Linked DNA regions of Mus musculus: all the other regions are linked to region 6. The links are chromatin contacts, called in public Hi-C, HiChIP or PLAC-seq and promoter capture Hi-C maps. All regions are on one chromosome and are shown on one strand. Each heading gives the region's core, a stretch centred on a gene start, on an enhancer-like site or on the middle of the called end of the contact. The rest is flanking DNA. Distances are from core to core; before and after follow the strand shown. Region 1 holds the start of Cbfa2t2 (CBFA2/RUNX1 translocation partner 2). Region 2 holds the start of BC029722 (cDNA sequence BC029722). Region 3 holds the start of Mmp24 (matrix metallopeptidase 24). Region 4 holds the start of Trpc4ap (transient receptor potential cation channel, subfamily C, member 4 associated protein). Region 5 overlaps Myh7b (myosin, heavy chain 7B, cardiac muscle, beta). Region 6 holds the start of Ahcy (S-adenosylhomocysteine hydrolase). Region 7 holds the start of Procr (protein C receptor, endothelial).

Region 1 (4,149 bases), core at 375-2,874, 640 kb before region 6:
CAATGCCACCGCGGCTCACCCAGTTTGGCCTCTAAATCATCATATAGGGCAACCTTGAACTGATGTCCTGCGTTTACCAACAATGCTGGAAGTACAGGTGTGACCCACCATGCCTGACCTTGTTGTATTGAGACAGTCTCACTATGTGGCCCTGGCTGGCTTTGGGTTGGCAGTTATTTTGCTAGTTTCCCTAGGGTGGGATTACAGGTCTGTGCCACTATGCCAGGCTGGCTTCATTTTAGTTATAGTTCCTGATTTTGAATCTTTGAGAGACAGAATGGCAGAGAACTCATGCTAGGATCAGAGTACTTTCTTGGGTTGCTCGGAGGATTTATGTTTTGAGTTTGCTAACAGAAATAGGTGGACAACCCAGTGGGAGAGACTCTAGCGAATGTGTAGAAAAGGGGAGAAACTGTATTTGGTACTGAGATGGTTAATTGCAGAGTGTATAAAAGCAGCTGTTGAAGACAGGCTAGTGACTCTTGCTTACAATCCCAGCACTTGGGAGGCCACGGGAGGAGGATGTGTGAGAGTTCCAGGCTTTTGTGGCTACACTGTGTGTTCCAGCCCAGCTAGACATACAAAATAGGCCCTTTTCAGAAACAACTTTTTGTGAGGCCTGCTGGTGTTATAGACACAGCTTTGGGAGATAGACTTAGAAGTATAGCTTAAGGTTCAAGGCTAACCTGGTGTAGGTCAGTGAGTTCAGAATAGCCAAATGTACATTATGACATTGTTTCAACAAACCAAAATAAACCTGCACTTAACCAGGCCTGGTAGTTCAGGCCTTTAGTCCCAAGCACTTGGGAGGTAGAGTTAGGTAGATAGATTATCTGTGAGTTCCAGGACAGCTAGAGCTACAAGTGAGACTGTGTCAAAAAACCACCACCAACAACAAAAAAACCCCTGCACATACACGTGCCCCTCCTCACAAACACAGACAAACCCCACAAAGCCCCTTGATCTGATACAGAAATCAGTAATGACAGCTAGTTGTTTTAAACATTTAGATTCCTATAGCCGCAAAAGATGTAGAAATCTGCGAGATAGCTAATTTGGCAAAGATGCTTGCTGTCAAACAAACTTGATGCCCGAAATTTGACCTGCTGGATCCACAGGGTGAAAGGAGAGCCTGCTCCCGACTTGTTCTCTGACATTCACATACATGCGTTGGACTCCCTCAAACATATACACGCACACATATGCAATAAGTCAATGTAAAAACAAATAAGTAAAAGGAGGAAAGAACAATTTTAACACCCAATACAACCGTCAAAGCGTTACAAGGCCTGCACCTGAAACGTCCCTCCCCGAAGCCCCGCCCCGGGACTCCGCCCCCGTTCCTAGGTTGCCGCCCAGGCCACATCCGGAAGTCTGGAGCTCGGAGAAGGGCGGCTCCCTGCGGCCACGCATAGCGCGCGGGAGGCGGGTCGAAGTGCAGGCCGCTCCAGGATAGGACGCAGCCTGGCGCGGAAGGGGCGGGCCAGGTCAGGAGGCGGTGCTTCGCGTGAGCGCCCTCGGGCCCGTCTTCCGCGTGCGTTGGTCTGCGCGCGGGAGCGCGCGGCGGGGGCGTGCCGGGGCTGTCTGGGGGCGGGGCGGCGCGCGGCCTAACGGCGGCGGCGGCAGCGGCGGCGGCGGCGCTGGTGCGGGCGAGTTCGGCGGGTGCAGGTCCCGGCCTGCGCCTGCGGAGGGCTCAGGCAGAGGGTCGAAGCGAGCGGCGCTCGCGACAGACTGCGCTCCGCGATGGTGGGCGTCCCTGGAGCGGCCGCCTTCCAACGTAAGTGGGGCGGGAAGGCGGACGGCTGAGGGGTGTGTGTTGAGGGGCCTGCTGCTCCATAGGCGGGAGGCTTTGCAGAGGCCCCCCGGCGGGAGGCCTGGGCAGGGAAACTGAGGCCGGGATTGGGGCACTGGATCCAAGGTCATGCGGCTCCCCGGCCTTCCGGGGCCCTCGGGGCTATCCCGGCGCTTCCTGTGGGGCTCGCGGCTCCGGGTGCTGAGCAGGACTGTGTGGAGCGGCCTTGGAGCTCAGGCCTGGCGGGCGCCCTATGGACTGTCCGCGAGAGAAGTATTGTTTTGTTTTCGCGGCATCGGGGCTGAAAGTCCGGTCCCGGGAAACACGCCGGAATTGGAGCGACGAGTGGTAGATGTTGGAGGATGCCGGGCTGATATTCCGGAGGGCCCTGTTGAATGTAGGCTCTGGGGTCGGACTGCTTTGGGTTCATGTCCTGGCTCCCTCGCGAGTAGGCTGTGACCTTGGCGCTCCAAAAGTCTCAGTTGCTCGATCTGAAAAATGGGTTGTGAGGAACGTACTCTGAATGCTCTGTAGTAGGGTTTAGTGAATCCAGTAAAATCCCCTGAACACACAGTTGCACATCATACTCAAGTGTGAAAACTCACTATCGTAATCACAGTTTGTTATGTGTGTTCCTCGGAAAAGTCCGAAGTTGGCGTCTGGTTGTGTTTTGTTAGTTTGTTTAATATTGTCTTTGACTAGTCCTACTATGTGACTCAGTTGTGTTTTTATTCTTACCTCCATTTCGCTATCCCATTTACAGACGTTCTTCCTAGAATTGTAAGATCCTTGGAGGAGGGATGGCATCGTTTAATAAGAACAATAAAAATTTAATTGTCATTAAAATAGCAGTAATAGCCAACATTACTTGAGCACCAGGCAATTTGCATTCGATTCATTTAATATTTATTAAATCATCTAAATACAAATTATCACTCTAAGTCCAGAGACTATGGCAACAAACTTGACAGACTAGATTCTGAATTTGAGTTTAAGAGAGGGACTCGTGCTTTGTGGATATTTCTTTGTCTATGCCAGGTGACAGTCTAAAAACAGGTATTTGAGGCACGTTGGAGGCTGAGTTTGAGGTCAGCCTGATCTATACAGGCCAGCCAGGGTTACATTGTGGCACCCTGCCCCAAACAAAACAAAATAACAAAAACAACAACAAAACCCTAAAAATAAAACAAAAAAATGAATAAAAGCTAACATCAGGTGTTGCAGGATGTCCGTTGTGCAAGGATAAAATGAGGCCTCTTGAGAGCTTTTAGCCCCTCCCCTCTTTGCTCTTCAGTTCAGCAGTTATAGCGGAGGATTCATACAGCCTTTTTCTTGGGCTCTCATTCCAAATTGAATGGAAAAAGATACAAACTAGATTTTCCCACCAATGCCTTCTGTAGTTAAGTGTGCTGTTGCTGCTCTCAATGGTCTTCTGAAGGGAGACAAGTAACCCTTAGGTTTGATGGTATCATATATAAGAAAAGTGGAAGAGAGGCGCTCGCCTTTAATCCCAGCACTCTGGAGGCAGAGGCAGGCGGATTTCTGAGTTCCAGGCCAGCCTGGTTTACACAGTGAGCTCCAGGACAGCCAGGGCTATACAGAGAAACCCTGTCTCAAAAAACCAAAAAACAACAACAACAACGAAACAAACAGAAGAAAAGTGGAAGAAACTTTTACCCGAATTTAAATTCATTTACTTAAAGCAGTATTGGGGATTGCACTCAGGGCCTTGTGCTTTATGTACCATGCTGATCTGTATCCCCAGCCCTTTTTATTTTCAGACAAAGTTGCCCAGGCAACTTGTAATTCTGTCTCAGCTTCTCAGTAGCTAAAAATACAGGCCTGTGTCACTAGGTCCAGATGAACTAACACATTTTTATTTCCATGTCTTTTATGTTTTCAGTTAAATATATTCCCAAAAAGTTGAGTATGGTGAAAGCTTGTGTAATTCCAGCACTCAGGAGGCTGAGGCAGGAGAATATGAGTTTGAGGCCAGCCTAAGTTATGTAGTGAGACTGTCTGGAAAAAACAAAAGCCAAGAAGTAGGACTTTGTGGTTTGTTATGTAACTAAGTTTCTTTGCAAAAGTTAGTATATAGTGGTTTAATATGCTGAAGGCCTATAGGTGCTAGGTAGGTACTTTTTCTTTTTCTTTCCTCTGTGCAGCCTTAGCTGTCCTGGCCACTCTGTAGACCTTAAACTCAGATTGACCTGCCTCTGCCTCTGCCTCTGCCTCCCAGTGTTAGTTTTAAAGGTGTGTGCCATCACCTAGGCAGGTACTTATAACTGAAAACTACAAAGTTCTCCTTAAAAAACTCAAAAAGTCTCTCTGGGCCTCCATTTTTGGGGGTGGGGGGA
Region 2 (3,849 bases), core at 1,012-3,511, 740 kb after region 6:
TCTACTCCCCTTCATTAATGTTGTCCCCTGCCCTGCTCCAGCCTGTCCTCTGTGGCCTGGGGGCTCGGCCTGACTACAGGTAAAGCAGAGAGGATTCTAGAGCCACCCTTGTCATCTTCTCAGAGTAAGGGACCAGGGCAGCCTTTTAAGTTCTCCATCTACATCCCCAGTGACCCTGAGGCAACTCAGCTCCAGCCTGGAGTCGGTGTTTGTGCTCCTATCTTGACCCTGGCAGCCCAGGTCTCTGGGTCCATCTTCCTGCACTGCTCTTAGAAAAAGGGTCCTCTTCCCAGCTGGTAGCAGCCCCAGGCTTTGGGGTTTCCCCCAACTCCCTAACCCAAACTACCTTTTTGTTGTTTGTTTTAACCTGAGGCCCTTCTTCACATCTGACAGTTCCTAAGTCTTGGTTTGGCTTGCTCCAAAACCACTGGGTGCAAGTGTCACTCACTGGCTCTCTGCCAAACCCAACGGTGGTATGAGGCGGCCATCAGGGTGCTAGTGGGTCACAGATACCAACTCTGACCTCTGAGCCTGCATGGGCTTTGCCCCTGCCCTGTGGTCTCTCGCCCTGTAGCACAGACAGAGACTCTTGATGCCCTGGGAGTTGTTGAGTAAAATCTCTTGTCCCAGAAGCACCTATGTGGGTCCACTGTGTCCCATCTCACCATTGTGTTCTTGCTCATTTTGGCCAAGGGCAGGCTCCCTGGGGCAGGCGGGGAACAACTGCAGAGATTTAGTGATTCATAGGTTTGTACAGCGTTTTATACTTTGCAAAGCACTTTATTAGCTCACAGCTGTCCACTCACATGAAACTCCTGTAGGCTCTGAGAGAGGCTGAGGGTAGCACTCATCTTACCCTCAGATGAAGCACAAGGAGGTCTTATTATCTGCCCCTGCCATCCAGGTGGCCCTGGCTGGGTCTTGTGTCCCCATCAGTGGGCCCTTCCAGGGTCCGAGAAAACTGTCTCTTCTAGTCCTCTCCTCTGGGCCTCCCTCCCCCAGTCCCCTGGTCCCTCTCCTCAGGTTGGTGCTCACTTCTTGAAAGCTCTAGGCCCCGCAGGCTCCCTGTTGGCTCCTGGCATTCCAAGGCCAGTTGCGAAAGAGCAGGGGATGGAGGCAGGCAGCCCAGGCTGCAGATGTGAGGGACACAGGGCCGGGCCCAGAGAGGGCTCAGCCTAGAGGCTTCCAATCTTGGATTCTTCTGCCTGCGGTCATCTGTTTGTCCATCAGCCCAGGTCAGAGCAGTCAGAGGGGCAAAGTACTAGAGCCCCCAGAGCTCAGCTTCCCCTCGGCCTGGGTGACATCACAGCATCTCAGTGTCGGTCACATTTTAAACTGATCAGCCTTTGTACAATGTTTTTTAAATCATTTCTAAATAAAACAGAAATACAGTGTTTTTTCCCCTGGGGTATGGGAACAAAGACCAGGGCATATGTGTGCCCGTAAGAAGTTTCAGGGAGAAAAGGGTACCCTGGGAGTGTACTTCTGCAGTTGCCTCGTGCATCTTCTAACCAGCAATCAATGTCCTGTCCTCCCCACCCCACCCCAACCCGTCACCCAGGAACCTCAGGAGTACGGGAGGGTCATTGTGGCAAGACTTCTCTGGAGACAGGGCACATGGGGCTATGGCCAGGCAGCAGCTCAGTTCTAGCGAGGGGGAAACCAGGATTCAACAGCATCAAGAGCCTGCCAGGACGCCTCATCTGATCCTGGCTCTTCCTCTTAAGGAAATCAGCCCAAGGACAGAGCTGAAAGGGGGCGTGGGAATGAGCTGGTTCGGGGGTCTGTCAAGTCTGAAGCTGAGGTGCAATTCTCTGAGGTGGCCCTGAGGGACTTTCAGTCTCCGCGATCTTTCTTGAATCTCTGCCCAGAGGGAGTAAGACAGGAAATCACAGGGTGAGGAGATAAAAGCCAGGCCAGGCCCAGGAGGGCATGAAGGCCAGGGGTGGCCGGGTCAGTACCAGGACGTGCAGGCGATTAGAAAGCGCACGTCGTCCAGTGGCCCCCACGGGCCAGGTTCCGGCTGAGGCTGCTGCGGACCCTGCGGCGCTGGAGGCTGGGGCTGCGCGGGCTCCGGGCCATCCTGGCCACCACTCAGGAGAGCGCCCATGGTCTGTAATAGAAGCCCATTTGGTACCATGCCAGAGCAAGTGTCACCCCACCCATCACCACCCTCTACCCGCGCGTGTCCTCACCTCAGGCAGTAAAGTGAAAGCAGAGCTGCACGGAAGCCGTCTGGCCTGGGAGGAGCAGCGTTATGACGCAGCCGAGACAGAGAAGGAAGGCCTTCGCACGCCAGGGGCGGGCCCCGTGAGCACGGGAAAGGCAGGGCCACTAGCCAACCACGCCCAGGGCCCAAGGCTCCGCCCCACTTAGAAGAAGGCCCTGCTAGAGCCACAGGAGGCGGCCTGGCTTCCCAAGGAGGCTACCCCATCTTCAAATTCAGGCAGGACCAGAATGCACTGCAGCTGAGTGCCTATGGCCTCACAAAGGCCCTGGCAGGGAGAAGAGCTGGGTGTCTCATTCTGAGGCCAGGGAGGGCCGAGAGGCTGGAGCTGGCTTGAAATGGAACCCAGAAGCCAGCACTACTTCCTCTTGTTCATCTCTTCTTTGAGGGGTGGGAGGGATCTCATTATGTATCCCTAGCTGTGCTAGAACTCAGTGTGTAGCCAGGCTGACTATGAACTGGAGATCCCCTCTGCCTCCGGGATTACTGGTGTGTTCCACCACCCCCTGCAGGTCTCCCATCCTGTTGAGGGAAAACACTGCATGTCATCCCACCCAACTTCCCCACAACCCAGGAACTGCTGTAGAAGGAGGTGTTGCAAACTGAGGCCACACACACACACACACAGCACACTGAGGATGGTGGGAGGCAGTCCTTTAATGGGGTGGGGCACAAGATAGCAGAACTTTCATCCAAGAGCCACAAGAACTGAAAGCCAGCATGACAGGGCAGGCTTTCCAGTAACAATTGTCAAGAGATGGCACAGGTGAAGGGTTGGGCAATCAATTCAGCTCTACCGAGCTCTGCCATGCCCCACTGCCAGCATCTGGTACAGACTAGCTCAGGCATGGAAAATGAGCCAAAGTCCAGAGGCAGGAGCCCACACGGCAGCATGGACGGTGACTCATGTGAGGCTGCAGAGAGAGGAATGGATTACATATCAGGAGCTGTTTTACAAGGTACACGTGGCCCCACCCTAGACCTGTTCTAGTTCAGTCCTTGAAAAGCCACACTTGGAACCCCACCTGTTCCAGGGTTCCAGACTGACTATATCCTGTGTAAGATCAAGCCTAAAACTCCCCACGTTTGAGACAGGAGCAAGGAAAAGTCAGTGAGAGCAGGATGTGCCCAGACCAAGCCTCTCAGAGACCAGGCCAAGGCCAAAACTGCCTTCCTTTTCCAGAACTCTTCATTACTGCTGATACAAAAAGTCACAAATACTAGACTGAAAAACAGACGTGCTCTCTCTAAGGATTAAGTGGATCACTGGTATTGGAGGAAGTAATCATTCATGATACTGAAACCGAGGTGCTCACTGTGTGCAGCATGCACAGGCTCGTGTCAGCTCTTTCCTCGGCTGCTTCTTCACTTTCCTTTTTGAGTCAGGGTCTCTCACTGAGCCTGGAGCTCACCATGGCTGCTAGGTGGACAGCCAATGAGCCCAACGCTGGAATGACAGACATGTGCCACCAAGCTCAGCTTTTATGTGGTGTGGGAATCTTAACCAAGTCAGTCCTCACTGCTTTGTACAGCGAGCGTTTTACCCACTAGACCGTCTCCCATATCAACCTGATATCTTCCCCGTAAAATCCATGAACACCTCAAAACAAGTCAAAAAACCC
Region 3 (3,742 bases), core at 753-3,252, 700 kb after region 6:
CTCTGGTTTCATCTTGGCCATAACTTACATAAACTTGTTTTATCTCCATCTCCTCCCCAGATTGAAAATTGGTCAGTGCTATCTGCCAGTGTGTAGTGTGTATGTGGGGGTTGGGGGGGAAGCTGCACTTGCTCATGTGGGTACCTTGGCTGTCAGAGGACAACATCAACCTGTCACCCCCAGTCTCCATTTTATTCATATACTCTTTTGAGACAGGGTCCCTTGTAGCGCTCACCATTTTAGCTAGACTGAGTGACCTATGGGACCCTGGGATCTTTCTCTGTCTCCCCACACCACCAGTGCTCAGATCACAGACACACCACTGACTTTTAGGATGGATCTGAACTCAGGACTCAAGCTTGTATGGAAAACTCTTTATCCACAGAGCCATCCCTCCAGCCCAACCAGCCCTGCTTCATTCAGTCTTTTGTCTGCTTCGCTAGGCTCTTCCTTTGGCTGTGTCCAGATGGGGCCCTTGGCCCTTTGCTCTTTTCCTACTCTGCTCTTTGGGCGCCTGCCACACTTTATCTTTTCTTCTCTACTCATCCCTGTGCCCACCCATCTCTAAGACCGTGCAGTAGCTCCCAGTTTCCAGAGGTCTAACTCCTAGCTCCTTGCCACCTCCCCCAGGCTAGTCCTCGCCAGGAGGACTCCAGATCTGTGAAAATGCCATAGTCCACCTTCTGCACTGCCCATCACCTCCTTTCATGTCCTTTGTCACCTCATCCTTTACCATCCTAGCAGACAAGATGTGCTTTGAGGCCAGAGCACTCCAGCTGCACCCTTATGAATCATGTATGTTTGGCAAACTTATCCAGAGCCTCCTCTTTATCCTAAAGTGGTTTACGATAACAACCTGTTTTCACGGAGCTTCTCACAGGACTTCGGGAGGAATAATTCAGTGACGGGCTTAGCCCGATGCCTGGGATGTAGTAGGCATTCAATAACTAGTAGCTGGTGTTGGGATCTGTGTGTCCTTTTATGGAGGCTCTCATCATGCTCTGCCTTGGGAGAGGACTAACACGGAACACTTATTAAATTCTGAGGCACGACGGTACACAGGAGTAGTGAGGGCAACATTTTATAAAACGGAGATGAGCCAGTGCTTGCACACAGGTCTGTGTATGTCCCTGTTCCACACCTCCAAACTACCAAACAACCACAACGTACACATTATCTCTGTAGATCTCTGTAGTCACCCCATAGGGACCCACAGACACCACACACACACACACACACTGCCCCGACCCTCCCCCTTGTTTAATTCCAGCCTTTCCTCCAGAGCATTGGTAGAGCCCCACTGTCTCCTACATACCTACCTCCGGCCTCCCTAAGCCGGGACCCCTGGAATCCTTTCTGATACTTGGTATCCTGTTTGTCTCAGTGCTTACGGTTTCTCACTAGGTGTAACCTTCTACACCTTGGCCCAGGAGCCTCCCTTTTCACTTTAGTAGCCCCAGAAGCCCAGGGCACTGCTGGTGTTCCATAGAAGGTGTTCCACAAATGTGGGACATTCAGGGGGTGGGTGATCCCTCTCCCTCTGAGGGGTAAAGGAGCGAACTTCCCAGAGGGGTCTCCCGACCCCAGTGAAGCACTGCCCAGGTTTGCTCTTCTTGGTTCTCAGCACCACCCCTCTTAAGCCCCCGAAACCCTTTCTCCGATGTCAAGCATTTTTGAGCTCGTTTTCTTCCAAACCCGGCGGTCTCCCCAGACCCCTTTTCTCCAGTGTTAAGCCTCAGCCCTTCTCCCCCAGGGCTAGCCTGGGGTTACAGACCCGGGGCCCGGCCAGCCGCCCTAGGGCCAGAATTATTTATCTGGCCTCTTCACCCTCCCTCAGGGTTGCCCTCTTTGCACCCGGGGCCTGGAGCGAGCGCCTCCCGCAGCCCCGCCGCTGCCGCCTCCCGCAGGTCCCGTTCGGGCGCTGCCCCCGCGCCCCCGGCCGCCCCTCGCCGGGGCGGGGCGCGCGGAGGCGGGGGCGCGCGGCGGCCGAGGCGGCGGCGGCAGGCGGGCCAGGCGCGCGTCCGCGGCGCCGTGACTCGGCGGCTCCGCAGCGGCTGCAGCGGGAGGACCCGGCCGGAGCCGCCGCCGCCGCCGCCGCCATCGCAGCCGGGCGGCCGGGCCCCCGCCGCCGGGATGCCGAGGAGCCGGGGCGGCCGCGCTGCGCCGGGCCAGGCCTCGCGCTGGAGCGGCTGGCGGGCCCCGGGGCGGCTGCTGCCGCTGCTGCCCGCGCTCTGCTGCCTCGCGGCGGCGGCGGGGGCCGGGAAGCCGGCCGGGGCGGACGCGCCCTTCGCTGGGCAGGTGGGCAGGCGCGCGGGGTCGAGGCCGGGGCCGGGGCTGGGCAGGGGGCGGCACCGACCGGGCCTGGTTCGGGGTGCCTGGCGCCGGGTCAGCGCGAGGGCCGGGCGGGGCCCGCGGGCCGGGCTCCGTTCAGCACCGCGGACAGAGGCAGCGGGCGGGGGCGGAGCGGAGGGTCGAGGTGGCCGCGGTGACGGTGGGGCGTGTGGCCTGCAAGGCTGTGTGTGAGGGAAACCGTACGCCTCGGAGTAAATAGTAAGCGCAGCCAGTGTGTTGTGGGCTGGAGGAGAAGCCGAGGATGTTGGAGCTGGAGAAGGGGGAGGGAAGAGGGCGAGGAAGGACCGGATCGCGGTCTTGGTAGCTGAAGGGCCGTCGGGATAGGCGAGATCAGCGTGGCCCCACCGGGCAGAGCTGAGGCCAACGGACCGTGGGGGGTGGGGGATTACAAGAAGGCACATTTCGGCCCAAGGCAGGAAGTTTTTAACAATTGGAGGTGCTCAGCCAGCCCAGGAGGCGGTGAGCTGCTCATCACTGGCATGTGCAAGTAGGAGCTCCAAGAGGGGATTGGATGGATGCATGCATAATGCCTGCATGGATACATGCATAATAACAACCGTGCACTATGGGCCAGACTTGGCGCTATGTTTGATAGGAATTAGCTTATTTAACCCCAGCATGTATCCTGTGAGCTTGTTGTAGCACCTGTCCCCATTTTACAGATGAGGATAGAGACCCTGAGAGCTTAAGCAATTCGCTCAAGGTCACAGAGCTAGTGGTTTGACTCTAGTCTGTTTCATGTTTAAGCCAGGACATTATGTCGTATAAGGTCCGGGACAGTTGTACTAATTTTGTTGCTGTCTCCCAGCCTAGAAGCCTGCAATTCTAAAAAAAAAAAAAAAAAATAATGTTGAACCAGTGTTAACGTTGCTGGAGGAAATTGGTGATTGCCTGAATTATCCCGAGAGAAGTGTGTTTGTTAAGTAGACAGGCTGTTTAGAAGAATCTGCCAGAACAGCAGTTTTTAACTGGGCAAGGGACTCAAGGGATCATAAATTCTCTGAAATTTTCTGCTAATTTGTGTTTATATGTGAAAAATGTGTGTTTTTCTAGAAGGGAAGCTCCCGATTTCCTCAGCCTCTCCAAAGATGACATGTTTAAAGAAAATTTAGGATGTGTGAAAGAATCCTTTGCCGAGCTAATAGTCTGCCTCTTCAGGGTTTATAATCATTAGCTGACTTTCAATGAAAACTTTCTCTAGTTTGTGCTTTTAGCTCTATCAAAGTGACGTGGTTCATGGCTTTTCACCGTAGCAAAAGCAGGATTCTTCCAGACTTCCTGAGTGTGTGCAGGGTGAAGCAGAAGGGTCTGCCCTGGGGTTTAGTATGTGTGGGCTCTCACCTGATCTTACCCCTGGCGGCTTTGTGACTTTGATCTCTCACCATCTCTG
Region 4 (4,031 bases), core at 207-2,706, 620 kb after region 6:
CTTGATCTGTTCAGTTCTTTCAGTAATATTCAAATGGATCAAAATTAACTTTAAATATGTAGCGGTGTATAGAAAAATCTCACACCCATTCTCTCATCCACTCACCTAATTCCTGCCCGTCCCTCTCCCATCAACACTGTTTGGTTCCTTATGTAGTCCTCAAAACTATATACAAAGCTATCTTGAAATTAAGCTAATGTTTTCAAAGTAAGTTCTGGGATCACCTGGGAGAAAGAAGAAAAAGTGAGAGGAGTCACCTATCCTCATCTATTTATTCTAAGGTTGTGCCCTATACACCCCCCTCCCCCGCAACACACAGACACACACCCTACACCACCACATGTATAGGACATCAATCATTACACTTAATAAGCTAGACACTAAACAGAACAATAACTGATTACCCTTCAGCCCTTATATGCACCTGAAATACACTAACACTTGACACATCTATCTCCTCTGAATTTGACAATAGCCTTAAAGGGTGAATTAAATGAGTAAACAACGGCCCTGAAAGGTAACTTGCCCGAGGGAGAAAGAGAATAGGGCTTTGAACTAAAGTTCTTCCCCCAAAGCATGTATCCCTACGCTAGTAAAAGAGTCTTCTGCACCCGTTGGAGCTCAGCCTAATGTGAGATACAGGCGTGAAAGGGCAGACAACAAAGAAATATGCAATTACAGGCAAAGAAAATAGAGCATCAGAAAACGAATTGGGTGATCTGATAGAATAACAACCGGGGGGCCTACTTTAGAAAAGGAGGAGGAACGTTGAGGCCTCTGGGAAGATGACATTTATCATAAGCTTGGGAACCGTTTGGGGGCGGGGGGGCGCTGCAGTGAAGAGGACCCCGTCCTGCTCACAAGGGGCAAACACGAGACCAGTAGAAGATGAAGCCAACTCGCCAAGGTCCTCCAGACACGCAGACGTGGCGCAGGGAAATGAGGATCTAGAAACTCGGCCCAGGGCTTAGACGCGCCATCAATACCCCAGGCAGCTCGACTCCACTCGGCCCAGACCCGCAGGCCTCCAAGCTGGCCACTGCCCTCCGTCCCAACGCGGCTGACAGCGTCCGGACCGCACACAGGACAGCGCCGCGGCCAGCCAAGGGGGATCTGGACGGTCCGCAGCGGCCTGGAAAGGCCTCTTCCCCGGCCCCTGGCCAGCTCCAGCCTGGCCCGCCCCGCCCCGCCCCTCCGGGCCGGCCTCGTACCTGCACCGCCCGGACCAGGCCTCGGCCGGTGAGCTGGCCCTGCCGCAGCTGCAGCAGGATGTTACCCGGCCGCGGTCGACCTCCCCAGCCGCCCCACGCCGCCGCGGTAGCTGCCAACCGCCTCCCCCGGCTGGCCCCAGCTCCAGCCGCTGCGGGCGCTGCCGCCATGTCTCCTCGTCCGACAAACAGGAAGCAAGCGGTCCCGGAGCCGTGTCGATTTCTACGGGGCGGCGGAGGACTCTCTACATCGCCCCTAGTGGACTGACGCGGAGGTGCAAGCCGCGTGGCAGGGACTGTGCGTGCCCCGACGCCTTATGGGAACTGTAGTCTTTACCGAGGGGGAGCAGGTAGCTGAGATGTGGCTCTTCCTGGCCCTCCAGTTTGCTGAGTGGGATACCTCCAGCATTTCTTCGAGGTTGCTCCAAGTGGAAAACCAGTCACTATGTGCACAAGCTCTCAAAATTTTCGCTAGCTGGAAATGATGCAAGCCCAGTGTCCAGGGAAAAATTCTAGGCCCTAGGCCAGAGTTGACACTTGACACGTGTCCCCTTCCTTTTACAATTGACTTTAGCCAAGTCACTACACATTACCCCTAGCCCTCAGTCCATTCAATATTTAGGTCCTGGGAGCCAGACTAGTCAACTAATATTTTTATTACAATTAACAAATATGTGCTTTATGTAAATGAGACGTAAAGGACCATCAATGCTATTGCTTATTCGAAGAAAATGGCGAAAAATATTTCATTTACAGATAGATGTCAAAAAATAGTTCCTAAAGGCACCAGCTGTACTCCTCATACTGAATATATAGGTGAGGTGGAGGGCGAGGTGATAAGCAGAACAGCAGAGGGCCCTGTTAGGGGACGAGGGTTTCAGGGGACCACAGCTAATCCACACAAACAAATGTAGTTATTTATTTGGCAAACTGTATCCCCTATCAAATAGAATATTGCCCTCATTTTCCCCGCAAGTAGAACTGAATTCACTGGCTCCGACAAACCTCGGAAGCAGGGTGGTGCTGACTCTCCCCACTTTCTCTTCTAGGAGGCTATCTTGTAACAAAAATAAGTTGAGTGTGCCAAATTAGGATGCCATGAAGTTTGCTACTTGTAACTAAGGTGGCTATAATTTGTTGCCCAAACCAAAAGTCCTTAAAAAGTGAAATGATGTAATAAGTAACTTGCAGTGGAACAACAGCAGGCATTTGAGATCGCTGCCAAGGCAAACTAGACTGTGACTGACATCTGCATGCTACTTGCAAGGTGTGGCTCCCACTCGCTCCAGCAGATCACTGCCTGGTGACCTGGTTTAAGACAAAGAAAATAGGATAAGGAGAGATGAGTCAGTGGGTAGAAGCACTGGCTGCCAAAACTGACGACCTAAGTTGTTGGGTCCAATGAACCCATGTTGGTGAAAGGAGAAAATAATTCCTCCAAACTGCCCTCTAATCAATCTCTCTCTCCCTCTCCCTCTCCCTCTCCCTCTCCCTCTCCCTCTCCCTCTCCCTCTCCCTCTCCCTCTCCCTCTCCCTCTCCCTCTCCCTCTCTCTCTCTCTCACACACACACACTTTAAATGTAATTTTTTTTGTTGTTTTGGGGTTTTTTTGTTTTTGTTTTTCAAGACAGGGTTTCTCTGTGTAGCCCTGGCTGTCCTAGAACTCACTCTGTAGACCAGGCTGGCCTCGAACTCAGAAATCTGCCTGCCTCTGCCTCCCAAGTTCTGGGATTAAAGGAACGTGCTACCACTATTCGGCTTAAATGTAATTTTTTAAAAAAGATTTATTTATTATTATACATAAGTACACTGTAGCTGTCTTCAGACACACCAGAAGAGGGTGTCAGATCTTATTACGGATGGTTGTGAGCCACCATGTGTTTGCTGGGATTTGAACTCAGGACCTCTGGAAGAGCAGTCAGTGCTCTTACCTGCTGAGCCATCTCGCCAGCCCTAAATGTAATTTTTTTTAAAAGATTTATTTATTGATTATATGTAAGTACACTGTAGCTGTCTTCAGACACTCCAGAAGAGGGAGTCAGATCTTGTTACGGATGGTTGTGAGCCACCATGTGGTTGCTGGGATTTGAACTCCTGACTTTCGGAAGAGCAGTCGGGTACTCTTACCCACTGAGCCATCTCACCAGCCCCTAAATGTAATTTTTAAAGTTAAATTTTTTTATTGAAAGAGAGCAAGAAGAGGGAGGGTTTAGAGGGAGGAAAGGGAAGAAAAATGACATAATTACATAATACTCTCAAAAGTAAAAGAAATAATTTTTTAAAAAAGGAAAAAACTTTATAAAATAAAAGCCATAAAACTGCATTAAAAAAAAAAAAAAGCCGGTCAGTGGTGGCGCACCCTTTAATCCCAGCACTTGGGAGGCAGAGGCAGGCTGATCTCTGAGTTCGAGGCCAACCTGGTCTACAGAGTGAGTTCCAGGACAGCCAGGGCTACACAGAGTAATCTGTAATCCTGTCTCAAAAACAAAAACAAAAAACAAAAAACAAAACACAAAACAAAGAAAACAGAAAAACCTGCATTTTTCAGTGCAATTGTCCCATCATGAAATCTGAATGAACCAAATAAAACCCTGTGTGTTTGTGATTGTTGGAGAAGAATCAGAAACAGGAAGTTTATCCTGTGATAAAGGAGATTTTTTTTCCAACGGACAAAAAGCAAAAACCAAACCAAAACAAAACAAAACAAAAGAAATAGGTCTTTAACTTTACAGTTAAATCTAAAATTCATCTTAGAAATATAAATGTAACAAAATCAAAGTGTAGTTTTAAAACTGGGTTTAGGGACAGAGAAGTACACCGGCA
Region 5 (4,180 bases), core at 632-3,131, 550 kb after region 6:
GCCTCACTGGAGTTGCCTTTGCATGGTCAAATGGCCTTTCTTCCCCAGGGCTGGCCCTGGCCTCCTGCCGACCGCTCTTTAACTGTCTCCCCACCGCATCCTTTCAGGAGCAGGACAACCTCGCAGATGCAGAGGAGCGCTGCCACTTGCTGATCAAGTCCAAGGTGCAGCTGGAGGCGAAGGTGAAGGAGCTGAGCGAGCGGCTGGAGGACGAGGAGGAAGTGAACGCGGACCTGGCCGCCCGCAGGCGCAAGCTGGAGGACGAGTGCACGGAGCTCAAGAAAGACATCGATGACCTGGAGCTGACGCTGGCCAAGGCCGAGAAAGAGAAACAAGCCACAGAGAACAAGGTGTGGGAAGGGCCTGAGCTGGGGGCCAGTTTTGGTGTTAGGCAACTGCAGGGTTCCTCCCTAAAACCCCGCTCTGCATGGGTACCTGCCATGTAGCCCGAGTCAGGCCACAGAGCCTCTTAAGAACCTCCGTTTTCTGGTCCGTCAAGTGGGGGTACCAGCACTTACATTATTAGGGTGACTAAGGATTTGGATGTAAGTAGCCTTTGCTAAGCACATACTACAGGACCTTGCACACAGAAGGTGCTTAGTAAAGGCTTGCAATGATCATCGGTCCTGGATTGAAAAGCTTGTTGGGGGGAGGGCAGCTTGCCCGAACTGAGAATCCTATCACCGAGAGCCGTGGTTGCCAGCGTTGTGAGTATTGACTTTTACACAGAAGAGGAAACGAGGCTGTTTAGGTTCTTATGGGTGCCAAATATAAGGCCGCGGCTAGGACACAGCTCTCAGAATACCTGTTGCTATTGTAAATGGCTGCCACCCACTAGTCTTTTACTCTGAGCTATGTATGCTTGGGTATGAACCTTTACCCAGCTCAAGGAGGAGGTCAAACCTGTAGGCAGGAATGGTGGAGGCTCAGTATAGCGGCCTGCCTGCATCCTGTAGCTGGAAGGGGTGGCTGCTCAGACCAGCCTAGGGGGAGCACTGTCCTCACAGTGAAATCGGGCCTTGACACAGGTGAAGAACCTGACAGAAGAGATGGCGGCACTGGATGAAGCCGTGGTCCGCCTGACTAAGGAGAAGAAGGCATTGCAGGAGGCTCACCAGCAGGCTCTGGGTGACCTGCAGGCTGAGGAGGACCGTGTGAGCGCACTGGCCAAGGCCAAGATCCGGTTGGAACAGCAAGTGGAGGATGTGAGTTGGAGTCCCTTGGGGGACCCTCAGGGCGGCGACAGTTACACTGGCTTGCTGGAAGCTGAGCCCTACTCTACCCCACAGCTGGAGTGCTCCCTGGAGCAAGAGAAGAAGCTGCGCATGGACACAGAACGCGCCAAGCGCAAACTTGAAGGAGACTTGAAGCTGACGCAGGAGACGGTGACAGACACAACACAAGACAAGCAGCAGTTGGAGGAGAAGTTGAAGAAGTAGGTGTGGGGTAGGCAGGGTCTCTGGGCCTGATGGGCCCTCCTTCTCAGCCCCGTTGCTGTGGGGAGGATACCAGGGCGGAGGTCACGTCCTGCCCTCTCTGGATCAGAGCTATGTACAGCAGAGGCGCAGGATCGAGGCTCCTTAGGACCTCACAGGGGCAGACAGGTGGATAGCAGGTAGGGCCAGGGCTGGCTCACCCCGCCATGCACTCCCAGGAAGGATTCGGAGCTGAGTCAGCTGAACCTGCGGGTGGAGGATGAGCAGCTCGTGGGGGTGCAGCTGCAGAAGAAGATCAAGGAGCTGCAGGTGGGCATTGTGGCCGTGGGGGATGCCCTGGGTGGACCAGGCCTGGTTCAGGGGCTCATGGAGTCGGTACCATCTCCTTAGGCTAGGGCCGAGGAGCTGGAGGAGGAGCTGGAGGCGGAGCGAGCAGCCCGCGCCCGCGTGGAAAAGCAGCGAGCCGAGGCAGCGCGGGAGCTGGAGGAGCTGAGCGAGAGGCTGGAGGAGGCTGGCGGAGCTTCCGCGGGGCAGCGTGAGGGTTGCCGCAAGCGTGAGGCTGAGTTGGGCCGGCTGCGGCGGGAGCTGGAGGAGGCAGTTCTGAGGCACGAGGCCACTGTGGCTGCCCTGCGCCGCAAGCAGGCCGATAGCGCTGCAGAGCTGAGCGAGCAGGTGGACAGCCTGCAGCGCATCCGGCAGAAACTGGAAAAGGAGAAGAGCGAGCTGCGCATGGAGGTGGACGATCTGGGCGCCAGCGTGGAAACTCTGGCCCGTGGCAAGGTCTGCCTCCTTCCCGCCTCGAAATCAGTTTTGACTCTACACTGACCCTATCCCCCCCCGACCCCCCTTCCCCAATGCTCTGGTCACTTCATGACAATACTCCGCCGCAATGACCTCCTGACCCCTGGATGTTTAACCTGATGTCTAACCCCCAGCTCCGCAGCAGTCCTGACCTCTAACCCCGAGTGCTCACTTTCATTCCTTGGCTTGGGTTGCTCTGGTTCCCACCCAAACCTCAGCCCTTCCAACAGGAGTGTGACCCCAGCTCTTGACTCCTGAATTCAGACTTAGCACCTGCCCTAACACTCTTCTTGTCCCAATTTTGGACGCCCCCACCCCCACCCCAAAATCCTGACACCTGTTCCCAGATCTAGTTCCTAATACTGACTCACTGACCCTGGGATGGGTCCCGAGACTCCCAATTTGTGCCCACAGTAGGAACCCAGACCCTGAACCTGGAACTCGAGTCTGGTCTCATACCTAGTGTTCTAGGTCCCAGTCCCAGTCTCTTGCCTGGCAGCCCCTGGATCCCCCTTGGATGCACAAACTTGTCTCGATCTCTGACTCTGGGTTCCAGGCCAGTGCGGAAAAGCTGTGTCGGACCTATGAGGACCAGCTGAGCGAGGCCAAAATCAAAGTGGAGGAGCTGCAGCGACAGCTGGCCGACGCCAGCACCCAGCGGGGGCGGTTACAAACGGAGAATGGTGAGGCCCGGGTTTCGCTGAGCTATGCCAGGTAGGGGTTAGGTGCTGCGCCTCGACCGACTGTGGGCCTGCTGGCCCCTTCGCCTGCAGGGGAGCTGGGCCGCCTGCTGGAGGAGAAGGAGTCCATGATCAGCCAGCTGAGCCGCGGGAAGACCTCAGCAGCGCAGAGTCTGGAGGAACTTCGGCGGCAGCTGGAGGAAGAAAGCAAGGTGGGCAGGAATTGGCAACCGTGGGGCGGAGGTGGGCGCTGGGGCCATTAGCTTGGATTGATGGCGAGGCCACTGCTGTCCCTGCAGGCCAAGGGTGCGCTGGCTCATGCAGTGCAGGCCCTGCGGCACGACTGCGACCTCCTCCGAGAGCAGCACGAGGAAGAGTCTGAGGCTCAGGCTGAGCTGCAGCGGCTGCTGTCCAAAGCCAACGCGGAGGTGGCCCAGTGGCGGAGCAAGTATGAAGCAGATGCCATCCAAAGGACGGAGGAGCTGGAGGAGGCCAAGTGAGTAGCTGGCACCTAGACCACGATCCAAGGGGGACTCTGGCCTGTGCCCCCTGTGTGGTGGTGGGGATTCTGGCGTCCTTTCCCCAGGCTCCTTTGGTACATAAGCCACCCTGCCTGGTCTGCGGTCCAGGAAGAAGCTGGCCCTGCGGCTGCAAGAGGCAGAAGAAGGCGTAGAGGCCGCAAATGCCAAATGCTCCTCACTGGAGAAGGCCAAGCTGCGGCTGCAGACAGAGTCGGAGGATGTGACCTTGGAGCTGGAGCGGGCCACCTCGGCCGCCGCAGCCCTGGATAAGAAGCAGCGGCACTTGGAGCGGGCGCTGGAGGAGCGGAGGCGGCAGGAGGAGGAGATGCAGCGGGAACTCGAGGCGGCACAGAGGGAGGCTCGAGGTCTGGGGACAGAGCTCTTTCGACTGCGACATAGCCACGAGGAAGCGCTTGAGGCTCTGGAGACACTCAAGCGGGAGAACAAGAATCTGCAGGGTAGGGCCGTTGGCCCAGAGCACTGAAGGCTCGATCACCCTGGACTTGGGGTGAAGGAAGGGAGCTGGCTCAGAGCAGAGGTGGGGGGCGAGTCCTCAGTGCTCTGTTCACCCTGCAGAGGAGATCAGTGACCTTACAGACCAGGTCAGCCTCAGCGGGAAGAGCATCCAGGAACTGGAGAAGGCCAAGAAGGCGCTGGAAGGGGAGAAGAGTGAGCTGCAAGCTGCACTGGAGGAGGCTGAGGTCAGGGCTGGTCACGGGTGGGTAGACTCTGCTCCATGGCT
Region 6 (3,710 bases), core at 507-3,006:
TGCTCTTCTAGAGGGCCTGAGTTCAAGCCCCTGCACCCACATGGTAACTGACTACTGCCCATAACGCCAGACGGAACTGTGGAACCCTTTCTAAACCCACTTCTTCAAAATAAGGAGAATCAACTTGAACCTGAGCCCAAGGATCATAGGAAATGCCAAACGAGTAAGGTCTAGCATACAGCATACCCTACTTGATGGGCAAATCATGCCTCCACCCTTACACAGGCAAGAACCCAGCCTTATCTTCATCCATACAATCTGTGGTCCCCCCCTCCCAATCTTCATCCATACAATCTGTGGTCCCCCCCCCTCCCAATCCCTCCCTACACAGTATGTCGAGCCTCCATTCTAGCTCTTCCGCCAAGACAACACTGACTTAAACCTCTCTGGGCTTCAGTCTTAGCATCTACCCAGTGGAGACAATAAACTGCCCTGCTGGCTGATTAACTATCTTAATAAGAATTTGCAAAGCCACTTCCCTAGGTTCCTGTGTAATGGGATAGCATTCATCTCCCTTTGAGGACCCTTTCCAATTTAATAGAGTATTGAAATTATTTTAAAAGCTAACCAGCCTGAATTGCTTTGTTTTTCTGTTTGTTTGGTTTGTAGTTTTGTTTTGATAGGGTCTCCCCATCTTGTCCAGGTTGGTCTGGAATTCACTGTATGCCCAGGCTGACCTCTGAAATGAGCTGATCGATTCCTTGGCCTCAGTAGTGATAGCAGGGCTGGGATTACAAGCTTGTGTCACTAGGCACAGTTTGAATTGGATTGTGTTGAAATTCCATTAGGGTTGTTTCAAGTGTATTGCCTTGTATACAGACAGCAGTGGAAGAGATGAGCTTAGAGGTCATGATGTCCTGAGTCCAAATTCTAACCAGCTGCTTTCCAGTTACAAGATTCTGGGAAAATGCCCTTTATACCTCTGGATATTCATTGTAAACATAAAACCGTTCCTTCCATGGAGAGCTACAATAATAAGACGGGTTAGTCTAGAATAATGCTATAAGGCAGTGCCCATCCCACTGTAAACGCTCAAGTTAAGGTGTGTTTACTCAGACAGCTTTCTATAATCGGGACAAAACGAACAGTAATTTCTAACCACTCCAAATTTTCTAGACATCCACTAGATATCCCAGAGATTGAGCAGATGGGACCCTAAGTTCCCGTTGCACCGAGACTAGCCGTTTCCAGGCCTCTCCTCATTAGCACCTAGAACACTGATGCTCTCTCCGGCCCTGCTCAAGGCCCAGAAGACGGTGGGCCCTTGCTAGGGGCCACCCAAGCCGCCAAACGCCAGGGCCAGGGTCTGGGCCTCTAGGGCCGCTTCCCAATGGCCAGTCTCTCCGACAGGAGCACGCTGCCCGACCAAAGATCACAGCCCGCGCTGCCGCTCTGGGCGCCTACCGCGGGGCACGCCGGGACTTGTAGTCCGCGGCCGTTTCCCACTCCTGGCTCTCGGCGGCGTGTGGACTCCAATCCCCGGGCACCTGCGCGGCCAGGCCAGCGATTCTAGGGGTCCCGGGGCGCCCCGAAGCCGCCACCTAAACAAGACGCAGGTCGGTACTGACAACAAACCCAGGACGGGAGCCGAGTCGCCACGGAGGACTGAACCCTTGGGACTCACCGACTTTGTAGGGCAGTTTATCAGACATGCTGGCGGCGCTTCCGCTAGGACTGATGAACTCAGTGAAGGGGGCCGGGCGGCGCGGGGCAGGGATCTACGCCTGGCGCCGGCGTCTTTAAATATCTTCTTATTTGAATATTCATGAACCTGCTGGGGGCTGAAACTTAGGGGCGGAGCCTAGCTCGAGGCGTTGAGCGGAGCGGGAGCAAGGCTGATCTCTGCCTCAAAAATCATAAATTTTGTGCACTGTGGCCTTTGGACCCCTGGCACTCGACTAGGAGGGAGCGTGGAGAGAGGCGGTTCTTCTCCCATCCGTCCAGCCAGTGAATCAGAGGTCAAAACAAGGCAGAATTCTTAGACTCTAGCCAATTTACTAACCTGAGCCTTAACTGCTTCAATTGTAAAACTCTTGCAAGATCAAAGTAAAGAGCTGGGCCTAGTGGTATGTGCCTGTGAATCCCCACTCTGGAGACAGTGTCTGAAATCTCCCGCTCTGGAGCCAGAGCCAGGAGATTTGTCACAAATTCGAGGCCAGTCTGCTCTATCGCTAATTAGTTCCAGGCCAACCGAGGCTACAGAGTGAGGCCCTATCTCAAAAACAAAGAAAGAAAAATCACCGGTTGCAATTGTGTCACTCTCTCCTCCCTCTGTTTGCCTTTCCTTGCTCGCCCCCACCCCCTCCTCAACACCTTCTCATTCGGTAGTCTTTCTTGGTGATTCACAGGCTGCTCACATGGAAATGACTGCGGAGCTATCCGCAGGAGCATAGATAACTCACCAATGACTATACACCTGAAGAGTATGACTTCTCTCTCAGCGGCTCTCAGCGGCTAGCTTTCAGGAAGGAAACCAGGCCCCATGTTGTGTGCATATACCATCTCTGGGGAGTTCAGTTGGCCCCTTTGTAAAAAGTTGGCCTCCGTTGGACTTATCTGTCTCCTCATGGAGTAACAAGGAGGGTCACAAGACCTTCTCCTGGGTGTCCAGCTGCACCCTACCTCCTGTTATATGCAATTCTGCCTAAACTGAACATGACCTCAGGGAAGGACTAGAGTATGTAGTCAGGGAAGTAGGTTCCAGCTACCCGTCTACTGGCGAGGCCCTCATCCCTGCTGGTTGAGGTGTGGTCTCCAGCTGTGGTCTTTGGGGAAAAGCATCATTCATACCCCTATCTGGTAAGTACCCCCTGACCTGTGTATGCGTTGTCAGGAAGCTCACTGACCTCACCGGTTCCCCCAGAAGGATCTTCCGCAGAATCATACCTCAGTTTATTTGGGAGGAGGTGTAGATTTTGCTTCTGTCTCCTAGGAGGGAATTTTAGCAATGTCCCGGGACACCTCCCCCATCCATGACTGAATGTTGCTGGGGATCCAGTGTTGTGCAGGTCCTGGGCAAATAGCTGCAGTTGTGAGTTCTGATTGCAACGGCCATGCCGTGTGGGTCCACAACCCTCCTCCCCTCCATCCAGTTCTTACGTTCTTTCTGCTCCTCCTCCTATGGTGTTCCCCTGAGCTTTGAAAGGGCGTGATATGATCTGAGACAGTCACACTCAGCACCTCGACCAGCCATGGTCATTTGCATTACCTGTCATTTGCTACAAAAGGAGATTTTTCTGACCAAAACTGAGGACTGTGCCACTCTGTGACTATAAACAAATATTTAGGAGACAACATTTAACTCAACAGTAGTAGGCTCCTCCTGAAGACCTACCGTTTCCCCAGCTATGCATCTTTGACTAGACTCACAGTAACAAGTATAAACTCCCTCCTCTCTCTATCTTTTGTCTGTCTATCTGTCTGTTTGTTTCAGCCTATAGACCAGGATGTAACTCTCAGCTACTGCCCCAGCACTGTGAGTGCATCATACTCTGGAAATATCCCCACCATGCCCCACCACGATGATAATAGACTAATCCTATGAAACTGTAAGCAAGCCCACAATCAAATTCTTTCTTTTAAGAAACAGAGGAGTAAATTCAGTGGGAGGTGGAAAGAGACTGGGAGGGAAGGAGGGAGGGAAATTGTGGTTGGAAGGAAGGAAGGAAGGAAGGAAGGAAGGAAGGAAATGATGTATTTATTTTTAAAAA
Region 7 (3,795 bases), core at 610-3,109, 680 kb after region 6:
TACACATGCTTCTATATTCATTTGCTGCTTACAGAGACAAGTGTGCTTGGTTGTTTGTGGATGAATAGATGGTTCTAAGCTGTATCTAGTGGTCTATAACTTACTCCTAGAGATGTGTGCACTGCATGCCAACCTCCTTCTGTCTTCTAGCTGATGTTTCTGTGTGACGTGTACCACTGAATCAGCATGGAGCAAGATAGCCAGCCTCCCTATTCCCATGGGGCTTGCCATTTTGGTGGGAAATTCAGACAACAAACATGTGAACAAGTACTACAGCTTCAAGTGACTCTAAGCAATATGAAATGAAGTAGCGGTTTTGCGAGGGAAGATTTTTGGTTTTGTTTTTATTTCTAAGTAGTATTTTTACCATAGGGGCTTTCCTAACTTGAGAGACTGACTTTAAACCAAGCTACTTACTTCCTAAATAATATCCGAGCTACACACGGCTGTCCAAAACCCATCACAGAAACATACCCGCACGTCATCAATTCAGGAATGGATAAAGAGCATGTGGCATATAAGCTCTATGAGACTCTAGGCAAAGGGGGAGGTTAAATTGTAACATTTTCAAGAAAACAAATGAAACTGTAGGTCAGCCTGTTAAGTGAATTAACTAGATTCGGAAAGTCAAATACTGCATGTTCTCACTCATATGTGGAAGCTAGGGGTGTGTGTGTGCATTCACACATGTAAGCGTGTGTGTCTGGGAGGATATCTAAGAACAAAGTATAAATATATATATACATACATATATACACATATATGTATATACGTATATGTATATTTACATACATATACATACACACACACACATATATGTGTGTGTGTGTGTGTGTGTATGTGTATATATATGCCATAATGAAACCCCTTACTATACATACTAACTTAAAAAGTATAAGATACTGGTCATGGTGGCTGATATCTTGAATCCCAGCACTCAGAAGGCAGGGTAAGTTGGAGCTCTGTGAGTTCAAAGCCAACCTCATATGGATAGTAAGACCCTGTTTGGGTTTTTATGGTTTTTTGGTTTTTTTGGTTTTTTTGGGTGTTTGTTTTGTTTTGTTTTTTTTTGTTTTTGTTTTTGTTTTTGTTTTTTGAGACAGGGTTTTTCTGTGTAGCCCTGGCTGTCCTGGACTCACTCTGTAGGCCAGGCTGGCCTCAAACTCAGAAATCCACCTGCCTCTGCCTCCCAAGTGCTGGGATTAAAGGCGTGTGCCACCACGCCCGGCTTTTTTTTTTTTTTTTAAAGTTGAAAATGCACAGACAGAAACGTCCTTATATAAGTGAACACATATTTCAGGAAATATTGCTTACTAAGGATGATGCATCAAATTTCTTATTCTGTCCTACTTCATTTTTTCAAAAGACATACTAATTTGTGATGTCATTGCCACTAAATGACTATGACCTGTCCGATGCTGAGATTTATCTAGAGCGTTCCTAAATCTCTGCCACAATGAACTCTTTTTTACTCACTCGACTCTGTGACTATTTCTGAGAGCCCCTCTCCTCCAGTTGTGTAATTCCTGTGTACTTAAACTTCTGATAAACTATAGGCAGTTATCCTGGAAAGTTAGATTCCAATCCTGGATCTGCCGTCATCGGGACGTACAAACTTTGGGCAAATCCCTACATCTCTTTTGACCTCAGTTTCCCCGTCATCTCTACAGAGTCGGCAACATCGAAAGCAGACGCCCCACCCCCCTGACTCAGCGGCGACCTACCGGACTTCTCGCCAAGCCCTTCTCCCCCTTTTCCGCTCCTCCTCAAGCCTCGGAAGCAAGCAGCGGGAGGAGAAACAGGCAGGTCCAGGCAGGAGGGCCCACAGCTGGGAGGGGCCGAGGCGAGCCAGGCCCCCTAGTAGGAAATGAGACAGATCCAAGTAACACTTTAAAAGCCTGACTCCCTCTTCCTGCACGCGTTCTCTTTCCATCCTCCGCTCTGCTCCGGCCCCTCCCGGACAGCCTCCCTTCTCTTTCCTAATCAGCAGCCTGAGGAACCCGAGCCTGCCCCGACCCAGGTGGGACCCAGAACTCCAGGATGTTGACGAAGTTTCTGCCGCTACTGCTGCTGCTGCTGCCTGGCTGCGCCCTTTGTAACTCCGATGGTGAGTTTGGGTCAAGGCTCCTGCCTGGGGGTGTTCTAGGGACTTGGTGTATTTGGGAACTTTGACCTAATTATAGGACAACTAAGCCCACACAGCATGGATGTCTACAGCTGCTGGGTCCTGGGCTTTGGTTCCTGTTTCAAAGACAGGGTGAGGAAGTCCAGTTAACTCTCCGGAGAAGGCTGGGGAAGCTGGTGGAAGGGACCTGTGGAGAGAATAAGAACAAGGTGAGAAGGCAAGGAGAGCAGTGTCAGTCTTGGGAAGGCAGGAAGAGATATGAGATGGACAGATAGGGAGACCCTAGGAAAGCTGAGATAAGTGTGGAGGTTGTGATGGGAAGGAGGAGAAAGACAGGAGATGTAGCTGATGAGGTGGGAGATGGGGGCAGAAGAGCCAAGGCCAGAAGATCAGGCTGCTGGAAGCTCTTAAACAGAAAAGGGGAATTAATTGCCAAACACTATCGATGCCCAGCTCCCCCCACTCCCTATAGCCTCCATTTCTCCCTCAGAGGGGCAATATTTAGAGTGACTACTGTATCTTATGCACACATTGACTTGTGGTGCGCCATATTATCACACTAATCTTACTAAGATGAAAACTTGGTCACAGAACAGTTAAAGGTCATTGCAGGTCATTGCTGAGGTTACTCACACCAGTATATCCACACTTGCAAACACAGAAATCAACTTCTCCAACGCAACAGTGTGTGTGTGTGTGTGTGTGAGAGAGAGAGAGAGAGAGAGAGAGAGAGAGAGAGAGAGAGAGAGAGAGAGAGAGAGAGTGGGGGGGTGTTACAATGCCAACACTGCCAAAGCCCTTTCCTGGGTACTGAAGACAGATAATCAAACCCAGCTTCAATAGAGATTCGCCAGGCAGAACAAGGGCAGCAGAGAGCAACCTGGACAAGCTCTTCATATGGTGGCCAAAAGTCGGCATGAGGAACTCCAAGCCATTTGATAAAACTGAACACGGAGATTCGCCAGAAAAGGCAACTAGGGCCAGATAACTTACTGTGGATCTCAGATTGAGCCTAGACTCTGAGATCCGTCCTGTGGACAGATGTCCTACGGAGAGGCAATGACTTCAGATTGGCAGGTTAGCTTCAGCTACCAGTATTCAAATCTTGGTTTGCTTTACCATCTTGGCCTCAGATTCCCATACACAAGGGGTTAATAATAGTAGCTACCATGTTAAAGCATTAGTAGGAAGGCATGCATAAGTTAATAATGTGTATAAAACAGTGCCTAAGGCGTAACAAGTACTTCATGGGTATTAGCTATTATTATTTGGGAGGGGTAGGACACACCCCAGCAGGGTTTTAAGGGTTTTTTGGATCAGATGGAGAGCCAGTAAGAAGGGATAAAACCAAGTCCAGTGTGTTGGTGCACAGTTTTAATTTCAGCAGCAACAAGTGGATCCCTGAGTTGGAGGCCATCCTGGCTTACAAATCCAGCCCGAGGATAGCTGGGGCTACACTAAGAAATCCTATCTTGAAAAACAAACAAAGCAAAAGGACGAAATTGAGAAATGTGCCCCCCCCCCCCCCGCGGGATGACAGTGGTCCAGGAGAGGATACAGGGACTGGAATTGGGATCTCATCAGAGGCCAGGGTTTGGCAGGCTGGCCCTGTGAAGGAGGGAAAAGCATCGAGGAATGCCTTTTCCGATTGCAGACCTCAGTTTCCTCAT

The links. Promoter capture Hi-C pulls out the DNA fragments that hold promoters and counts their contacts. A called contact is a pair of places that touch in the nucleus more often than the background predicts. HiChIP or PLAC-seq counts read pairs in DNA pulled down with a chosen protein or histone mark. Capture Hi-C pulls out chosen DNA fragments and counts their contacts.
Region 1: a contact with region 6 is called in a promoter capture Hi-C map of erythroid cells, with 10 times the contacts expected there. The contact joins the promoter of Cbfa2t2 here to the promoter of Ahcy in region 6. A contact is called at or near these places in 1 of 39 promoter capture datasets (erythroid cells) and 1 of 115 datasets of contacts at active chromatin or transcription factors (bone marrow-derived macrophages).
Region 2: an H3K27ac HiChIP or PLAC-seq map of double positive thymocytes shows a contact between it and region 6, with 10 times the contacts expected there. The contact joins the promoter of BC029722 here to the promoter of Ahcy in region 6. A contact is called at or near these places in 3 of 115 datasets of contacts at active chromatin or transcription factors (bone marrow-derived macrophages, double positive thymocytes and memory CD8 T cells) and 2 of 9 other capture datasets (adipose tissue and embryonic stem cells).
Region 3: a contact with region 6 is called in a promoter capture Hi-C map of liver, with 2.1 times the contacts expected there. The contact joins the promoter of Mmp24 here to the promoter of Ahcy in region 6. A contact is called at or near these places in 1 of 15 datasets of contacts at CTCF or cohesin (large pre-B cells), 6 of 484 Hi-C or Micro-C datasets (the Ba/F3 cell line, the G1E-ER4 cell line, cerebellum and 2 more), 1 of 115 datasets of contacts at active chromatin or transcription factors (embryonic stem cells) and 2 of 9 other capture datasets (embryonic stem cells and liver).
Region 4: an H3K4me3 HiChIP or PLAC-seq map of bone marrow-derived macrophages shows a contact between it and region 6, with 2.3 times the contacts expected there. The contact joins the promoter of Trpc4ap here to the promoter of Ahcy in region 6. A contact is called at or near these places in 1 of 39 promoter capture datasets (the C10 cell line) and 5 of 115 datasets of contacts at active chromatin or transcription factors (bone marrow-derived macrophages, cardiomyocytes, fetal liver and 2 more).
Region 5: a contact with region 6 is called in a Hi-C map of nephron progenitors, with 4 times the contacts expected there. The contact joins the enhancer-like site here to the promoter of Ahcy in region 6. A contact is called at or near these places in 9 of 484 Hi-C or Micro-C datasets (the G1E-ER4 cell line, the N1E-115 cell line, Th1 cells and 4 more), 3 of 115 datasets of contacts at active chromatin or transcription factors (large pre-B cells, pro-B cells and stem cell-derived neural progenitor cells) and 1 of 9 other capture datasets (adipose tissue).
Region 7: a contact with region 6 is called in an H3K27ac HiChIP or PLAC-seq map of embryonic stem cells, with 6 times the contacts expected there. The contact joins the promoter of Procr here to the promoter of Ahcy in region 6. A contact is called at or near these places in 1 of 15 datasets of contacts at CTCF or cohesin (large pre-B cells), 6 of 484 Hi-C or Micro-C datasets (the Ba/F3 cell line, the G1E-ER4 cell line, cerebellum and 2 more), 3 of 115 datasets of contacts at active chromatin or transcription factors (embryonic stem cells and pancreatic cancer cells) and 1 of 9 other capture datasets (embryonic stem cells).

The regions. Positions count from the first base shown.
Region 1 is chr2:154,434,860-154,439,008 of GRCm38.p6, forward strand. Cbfa2t2 (CBFA2/RUNX1 translocation partner 2) reads left to right here and starts at 1,625. Exons shown (of 11, transcript NM_172860.2): 1 at 1,625-1,777. The coding sequence starts at 1,744.
Region 2 is chr2:155,816,971-155,820,819 of GRCm38.p6, forward strand. It overlaps BC029722 (cDNA sequence BC029722), which reads right to left and starts at 2,262. Exons shown (of 2, transcript NM_001384169.1): 1 at 2,196-2,262; 2 at 760-2,113. The coding sequence starts at 2,110. The coding sequence ends at 1,955. It overlaps Mmp24 (matrix metallopeptidase 24), which reads left to right. Exons shown (of 9, transcript NM_010808.4): 9 at 1-1,396. It overlaps Eif6 (eukaryotic translation initiation factor 6), which reads right to left. Exons shown (of 6, transcript NM_010579.2): 6 at 2,867-3,141. The coding sequence ends at 3,132.
Region 3 is chr2:155,773,340-155,777,081 of GRCm38.p6, forward strand. Mmp24 (matrix metallopeptidase 24) reads left to right here and starts at 2,003. Exons shown (of 9, transcript NM_010808.4): 1 at 2,003-2,298. The coding sequence starts at 2,134.
Region 4 is chr2:155,690,928-155,694,958 of GRCm38.p6, forward strand. Trpc4ap (transient receptor potential cation channel, subfamily C, member 4 associated protein) reads right to left here and starts at 1,457. Exons shown (of 19, transcript NM_001163452.1): 1 at 1,212-1,457. The coding sequence starts at 1,379.
Region 5 is chr2:155,627,465-155,631,644 of GRCm38.p6, forward strand. Myh7b (myosin, heavy chain 7B, cardiac muscle, beta) reads left to right here. Exons shown (of 42, transcript NM_001085378.2): 25 at 108-350; 26 at 1,029-1,205; 27 at 1,290-1,435; 28 at 1,655-1,745; 29 at 1,827-2,216; 30 at 2,794-2,920; 31 at 3,011-3,129; 32 at 3,217-3,413; 33 at 3,547-3,896; 34 at 4,015-4,139. Among named protein-coding and RNA genes, the nearest start is that of Mir499, 6.7 kb to the left of the region's middle. Within about 2 kb of position 1,882, at least 91 of the 459 cell types and tissues checked have an H3K27ac peak or open chromatin away from gene starts, as enhancers often do. A contact at or near this core is called in the G1E-ER4 cell line, Th1 cells, nephron progenitors and 1 more, where this site is marked.
Region 6 is chr2:155,072,741-155,076,450 of GRCm38.p6, forward strand. It overlaps Ahcy (S-adenosylhomocysteine hydrolase), which reads right to left and starts at 1,757. Exons shown (of 10, transcript NM_016661.3): 1 at 1,625-1,757. The coding sequence starts at 1,652. Gm39966 (a long non-coding RNA gene) reads right to left here and starts at 1,434. Exons shown (of 2, transcript XR_866885.2): 1 at 1,210-1,434; 2 at 1-966. It overlaps Gm45609 (a long non-coding RNA gene), which reads left to right and starts at 1,772. Exons shown (of 3, transcript XR_001783519.2): 1 at 1,772-3,710.
Region 7 is chr2:155,749,358-155,753,152 of GRCm38.p6, forward strand. It overlaps Procr (protein C receptor, endothelial), which reads left to right and starts at 1,860. Exons shown (of 4, transcript NM_011171.2): 1 at 1,860-2,107. The coding sequence starts at 2,041.